Linked DNA regions of Danio rerio: region 1 is linked to region 2. A link is a contact called in public Micro-C data. All regions are on one chromosome and are shown on one strand. The core of a region is the stretch at or near the end of the contact, and the rest is flanking DNA. Distances in the headings are between cores, read along the strand shown.

Region 1 (3,121 bases), core at 203-2,702, 140 kb after region 2:
TTTATCAAGTCAATGGTTCCAGGTTTGTTTTCTTTAAAACATCTTCCTTTATGTTCAACAGAAGGAAGAAACTCATGAAGGTAAACAGCCACTTCAGGGTGAGTAAATGGTAATTTTTGGGTGAACTAATCCCTTTAATGAAAAGCCATTAATCTGGGCTAGATTTGCATTTATTTTTCATACCCCACCTTGTCCATATCCTAAACTGTATTTTAAACACATTACTCTGCGTTTAACAAAACCTTTGCCTTTAACTATACAGTGATGAACAATATCAAGAAACATAAATGATACTCAAATACACAAAGAAAGATTGTTCACACAAATATAATACTATAAGCTCAACCCAATGAATTCATCCATGAACGACTGAACAAGGAGAATATTTTGCAAACAAGTGACAGAACACAAAAACTGAACTGACAAAAGCTAAGAGCCGTCTCACATTTCACCCAGGAGAGAAACAACACCACTGAAGTCATCTTACACACGGCCTGATGTCGCAGCTATTCCAGTGTCCCAACAGAGAAAAGCTGTTCAAACAAATTCAGGGAGGTCAAACTGTACCGTGGAGCCGTGCTTTACGTGTATCACATCATCATCATCATCATCACCACCATCGTCATCACGACAACATGATGACTTGAATACAGCACTACATCCAAACCCCCTCAGGAAAGAAAACCCGTGTCCTTATGACCTCTGGAGAGCAAACACACACACAGGGACATCTGCTCGGGATCTTAGACGAATAGGGGTGCAGGTCTTTTTTGTGTGTAATTTATAGCCTTCTGTTGTGTCATTCAGCCTCATCAGATGCACTGACTCCGAGGGCATCAATTAATGATGAGAGCCCTGCCTATCGACAGCCCTGTTATCAGGCACTCCTGACATTTGACAGTCTTTGATCATATATTATAAGCAGAGATCCAGTGAAACACACATTTACAATGAGAAAGATAAAGACCAGCGGCTAGCAGTGGCTAACAGGATCAAATAGCTAGCTGTCAAAGCTGCTTATACAAGCAGCTGCGTACATTTTCACACCGTTACAACGAAAACACCTTCATCCATTTCATCACTAACTTTACCGCTGCTCCAGAGCTAACCATAACAAGAGCACCACATACGAGTTAACATAAGGTTAGGCAAGAGGAGTAAAACAGATACTGACCTCCAGAAGCTAACGCCGCCGCTACTCGCTTTAGCCGTGTTTCTGTGGCCCTGCTGCGGCGAAACAGCGTCTCAGAGCGCGTTGCTCGCTTGCAACGATGACGAGCTCATGATGTGACAGTGGCGCAACGCGACGCAAAGACCGCACGACCGTGTCTTGCAGCAGCAACAGCAGCAGCCCAGTCAGTGATGCGGTGGTGATTGTGCCTGTAGATAAACGCTGCTCGTCCTCCTCCTGTTTCTCTCTGCCTGCACACTGACTGTACGATAGCGACGTGATGGAATCGTTCGCTTGAGTCGGTTCTTTTCATTGAATCAGTTGAACCGGTTCTTCAATTGTTTACGATTTGTTTGAATCAGTCTAACTCCTAATGAACAGGGAAACGATGCTTGAACTGAATTTCAGCCAAAATTAAAAAAAAAAAAAACAGCCATCTATACTATTCTGTTCTATTCAGCGCAAAAGAAGATATTTTGAAATATGTTGGAAAGCATTTAACATTTGGCTTCCATAATATTTGTTTTTTAGTATGGGTGTCAATGCATTTTTTGTTCAACAGAATAATTGAAAAAAAAAACTCTAGGAGAAGTCTAGGGTAACGTAAGTAAATGATGGGAGAATTTACATTTTTGGGTCAACTATCTGCATACTATGGGGCATTTTGGACAATTAACTTAACTTACATTACCTGAATGACCATGATAAAAAGAGCAATGTGTTTTACTTTGTGTAACCTACTACAGCAAAATTAAATATGATTCTTAAGTAATTAACACCAAGTAAAGTCAAAATTTGAAATGTCTTTTTTGTATGGAAATGCACATGCAGGCTGATGCAAAAAAATGTGCTATAACATCTAATGTTTGCACAAGCCAGCTTGGTTTACAGAAAAAAAATTGTTAACGTTCGTTTCTTATAGGTTTGAAGACGCACACTGTAAAAATGCAGGGTTCCAGACAATCCATTCATATTGTCCCAATACAAATTGATCAAGTTAACGTCAAACTTTTAACAAATTTATATGGATTAAACACAAAAACAATTAAGTTGTCCCAATAAAATCTCAAGAACTGTGTTGATACAGCAAATTTTAATGAGTAGTTTAAACAAGCAAAAAAAAAAAAAAAAATATATATATATATATATATATATATATATATATATATATATATATATATATATATATATATATATATTGAGTCCAGTATTGTTCCTGAAATGTTATCTTTGCTTGTTCCCACAAGGTCAGGATGTTTCAGATCCCAAAAATAAATAAGTGGGAACTAAACAAAGGCAGGGATTCGGTGGTGCAGTGGGTAGCATGATCGCCTCACAGCTGGTTCGAGCCCCGGCTGGGTCAGTTTGCATTTCTGTGTGGAGTTTGCATGTTCTCCCTGTTCACGTTCCCTCCGGGTGCTCTGGTTTTCCCCACAAGTGCAAAGATGTACAGGTGAATTGGGTAAGCTAAATTGTCCGTAGTGTATGAGTGTGAATGAGTGTGTATGGATGTTTCCTGGTGATGGGTTGCAGCTGGAAGAGCATCTGGTGTGTAAAACATGTGCTGGATAAGTTGGGAGTTCATTCCACGGTGGCGATCCCAAATTAGTATGAATGAATGAATGGAAGCAAAGTTAAATGAACATAACTTGTTTTTTGCTGGGATATGGTATTTTCACAAGAACACAATGCATTGTAATGTAATTATGACGTAAACCATTCACATATAGTCCAAATATAGTACAAATCAAAATGCAGTTCCCAAGTCATGTTTTACTGAAAAAAAATACAAGAAAAAGCCAGATTGTCATAGACAGCATGATGATGTAAAGAAATTATTTTCATTTTTCCCAGCAGATTTATTATTTCCCTTATTGTAAGTTCTGTTCTATATGGTGCACGTACTTTACAATAAAATAAGCAAACATCCTAAAATAGTTTGACTTTAAA
Region 2 (3,531 bases), core at 93-2,592:
AATACTTTTAATGAAACGTAGATATGGCATGTAACGAAAATTAAAAAATGAATTGATATTTGCTTTTTAGTATTATTTTGATGTGCTTTTGGTTGGACACACCTTTACTTCAGGTGACCAACTGAATGAATATTTTCATCACAACGTCACTTATCAGCTATTCCTGTTTGGCAAGTTTATCTGCTACTATTTATTGACAACAAAACATCAAAACGACTGCGATTATACAGTATCATTGTTATTTAAATGAAAGTATTTGAGGGAGTAGATAAAATCAGGGACATTTTATGCTGCATACAGATGTTGATTATTTGTAAACATACTGTTTTCTTTTTAAAATATTTATCGAATGTAATTTTTATTTCCTATTTCATCATTTAAAAGTATCTTTTTTTATACATTTAAAAATATAGTTTATGTTTACCAGAATGATTTTGAATCATTATAAGTCACAGTGAAATGATGTCTGTTTTATTAAGATATACATGTGGATTAAATTAGAAATGTGGGTTGAATACAAAAAAATGCCATTAGACACTCTTTAAAACATCCTGGAGGAAAATATTCTATTAATGATCTGAGAATGTGCCAGAGCAGGTTTCTTAGTAATGCATAAGTGACACGTCTTTTCTAAAAGTTTGTGACAAAATCAACAAACAGCAACTCCACGTACTGAGATGAGAAGTGTCGTGTTAGGTTAAAGAGATAATTCACCTTTCAAAAATAAAAATAATAAAATTTAAAAAATACCATCACAATAAACTGGTTAAAAGTGATAAAAGTTCTGATAAAAGTTCTATTTTTAGAACTAGTTCCAGTTTCTATTTGTTGAACACACAAGATATTTTGAATAAAGACTGACATCCATACTATAGGGGAAAATTACTATAGATGCCAATGGCTAAAGGTTTCCAACATTCTGGAAATATCTTCTTTTGAGTTTAATGAACGAGAGAAACTCAAACAGACAGAAGTTGAGTAAATGATGACAGAATTTTCAGTTTTGATTAAAGTATCTCTTTAAATTTAAGCGCAATATTTATTTCACTGTACTAATTTTAGGTTATCAGATTAAAATTAATGATTTATTAAACCTCTGAACAAGTATGTCAATCATCCCAATGATTTGAAATTGATCTAATCCTAACATCTTTCTTTGATGGACCAACAATTCCGATTGCCTTCACCCCACTGACATCTAATACCTAAACCCCATTTCACATCAAACCAGGCCAGCTGAATTTTAAAACAGAGCAACATTCCTCAATAGGCTTCGGTGTATATAAAATAAAAATGCTCACCTGAGAGCAGACTGGTGGGCTCAGCTTGAAACAGAATCATCTGAGAGCTTAGAAACTGCATCCAGAGACAAGAGGCGAGGGGAGGGATCAGGGAACTGGCCTTTCCTGAATGTGTACCTAAAACCACACCTCTGCATCACACTTCCTAGATGCAAACAAGCAAATAAAGCAGTGATGTGCGTCAACTGCCATGAAGACTGAAACTAAATGTCAATCTCCATCTATACGTCACTAATACACACCTTGTCACTGTCAAAGGTTTATCCTGGTGGGGGGATCGGAGTCCCCGAGCTAATGATATTCCCTGAAGGGAGGAGCACCTGTCGCCCATGAGCATTCCTCCCGTGCCCCGTGTCTATGGGAACACACAGGTCACACAGATCTGCTTTCCACTGACCTAAAACAAAAGAAACATGCTATTTTTTGCCATTTTTTATGTTCTTTATGCATCATAGGAATGTGTTTAGTCATAAGAGGTTAGAGGTCGCATATTTACTGCATCATACTGGGTTGGTTATAGTTTTAGGCATGTCCTTTTGAGAAAGATTAGGGTTATCAGTGTTATTAGTGGATAATTAAGAGCTTGAAAATAGTGTAGATTTAAACAACCTGTGAAATATCATCATGAGCTGAATGAAAGTTGAGTCCGGTCAAACGACTTGCTTTTTCAACACGGGACCAGCAGAGGGCAGAGTAACTTCATTCTGTCCTAAAAAAACAAATGATGGCCACTAAATCTGATACTATTTTATTCATTCCTTTCTTCGGTTTAGACCCTTTATTCACCAGGGGTCGCCACAGCGGAATGAACCAACTTATCCAGCATGTTTTACACAGTGGATGTCCTTCCAGCTGCAACCCATCACTGGGAAACACCCATACACTCTCACATTCACAAATAAACTATGGCCAATTTTGCTTACCCAATTCACCTATAACGCATGTCTTTGGAGTTTTGAGGGAAACCAAAGCACCCAGAGAAAACCCACGCCAACATGGGGAGAACCTGCAAACTCCACACAGAAATGCCAACTGACCCAGCAAGTTCAATGGCACGTGATTACACATTAATACAGCATTTGAATCATACACAGGGTTCCCACTCTTTCATGAACAGCATGCTTCAATGACTTTCAATGGCTTTCAATGATCTTTTAAAGCGCCTTTAATTTTAAATTAAGCACCTTTCTAAATTCCCCCAAAAGTATCATAATAAAAACTCCTTACTATACCTAACATTTCATTTACACTGAACATTTACGTTAAAATATCTTACACTGAACATTTACATTAAAATATCAAAGTAATGATGATGCTTTGAAAATGTCATTTTTAAAACTATATTGACACTTTTAAACAGTCAAACTTTATTAAAATCTGTTGAATGGAATACTGGTAATCTTCAAATGTAATTTCTGAAATATCGATAAAATGCGCATCATTGCATAGTCCTTTACGAATTTTAAATGTAAGATTTTTAAATTAAGGATTGATCATTTCTTGGTTCTGTTTCTGACAGCAGAGCAGTACAATTGCTGAAAATACACCATGAACAAATTTTATTTCGAATTTAATTCAAGCACTTTTGTTTTTTTCACATTCAAGTTCTTTCAAGTGCACTGAAAAAATATTCATAGATGATTCCTTCTATTTACTCAATAAAAAAAATAAAAATCAGTGGTTATAAAAAATGTTGTAAACAGTGGTTGTAAACAATTTATTTGGGTTGAATTTAAACAAATTTAAGTTAGGGTTAGGGTTAGAAAATGTCCTTTGTTTGTTTAAAGTCAACCAATATACATTTTGCAGACATCATTTCTTTCAGTGTACTATCAAGAAGTGTGGGAGCCCTGCATACCCTACTTCAATTTTTTCATAGAAAAATGAATGTTTTTATTATTATTATTATTATTTCTTGCCTAAAGAAGAGACTTATTTCAAAAGCATAACTTTGTTTTTTAGTCTTTAAGAAACATAAAATTCTGTATAGTCTTACAAAAATGTAACTCAATCAAGTAACAATAAATCAATCAAAATGTAATAAATAAATAATATACAAAAAAGTGACGATTGTTTAATGTATCTCATTCATAAGTGAAATATTGCTCACAGACTAAAAATAGTTAAAACTCCTGTAATCGTTCTTAATCATTTAAGCTTTTCAAGATTTTTAATTTAAAACCAACTTGGTTTTAATTTCAACAATTTTGGTCCAGATGCTATATTTTCC

Evidence for each region. Hi-C and Micro-C count contacts between places; a contact is called where the count stands out from the background.
Region 1: a Micro-C map of caudal fin shows a contact between it and region 2, with 4 times the contacts expected there. The contact joins the promoter of madd here to the promoter of si:ch211-98n17.5 in region 2. A contact is called at or near these places in 2 of 18 Hi-C or Micro-C datasets (caudal fin and an unstated tissue).

What each region holds. Positions count from the first base shown.
Region 1 is chr7:34,477,459-34,480,579 of GRCz12tu, forward strand. madd (MAP-kinase activating death domain) reads right to left here and starts at 1,453. Exons shown (of 32, transcript XM_073908709.1): 1 at 1,175-1,453.
Region 2 is chr7:34,337,663-34,341,193 of GRCz12tu, forward strand. It overlaps si:ch211-98n17.5, which reads right to left and starts at 1,343. Exons shown (of 4, transcript XM_021471992.2): 1 at 1,302-1,343.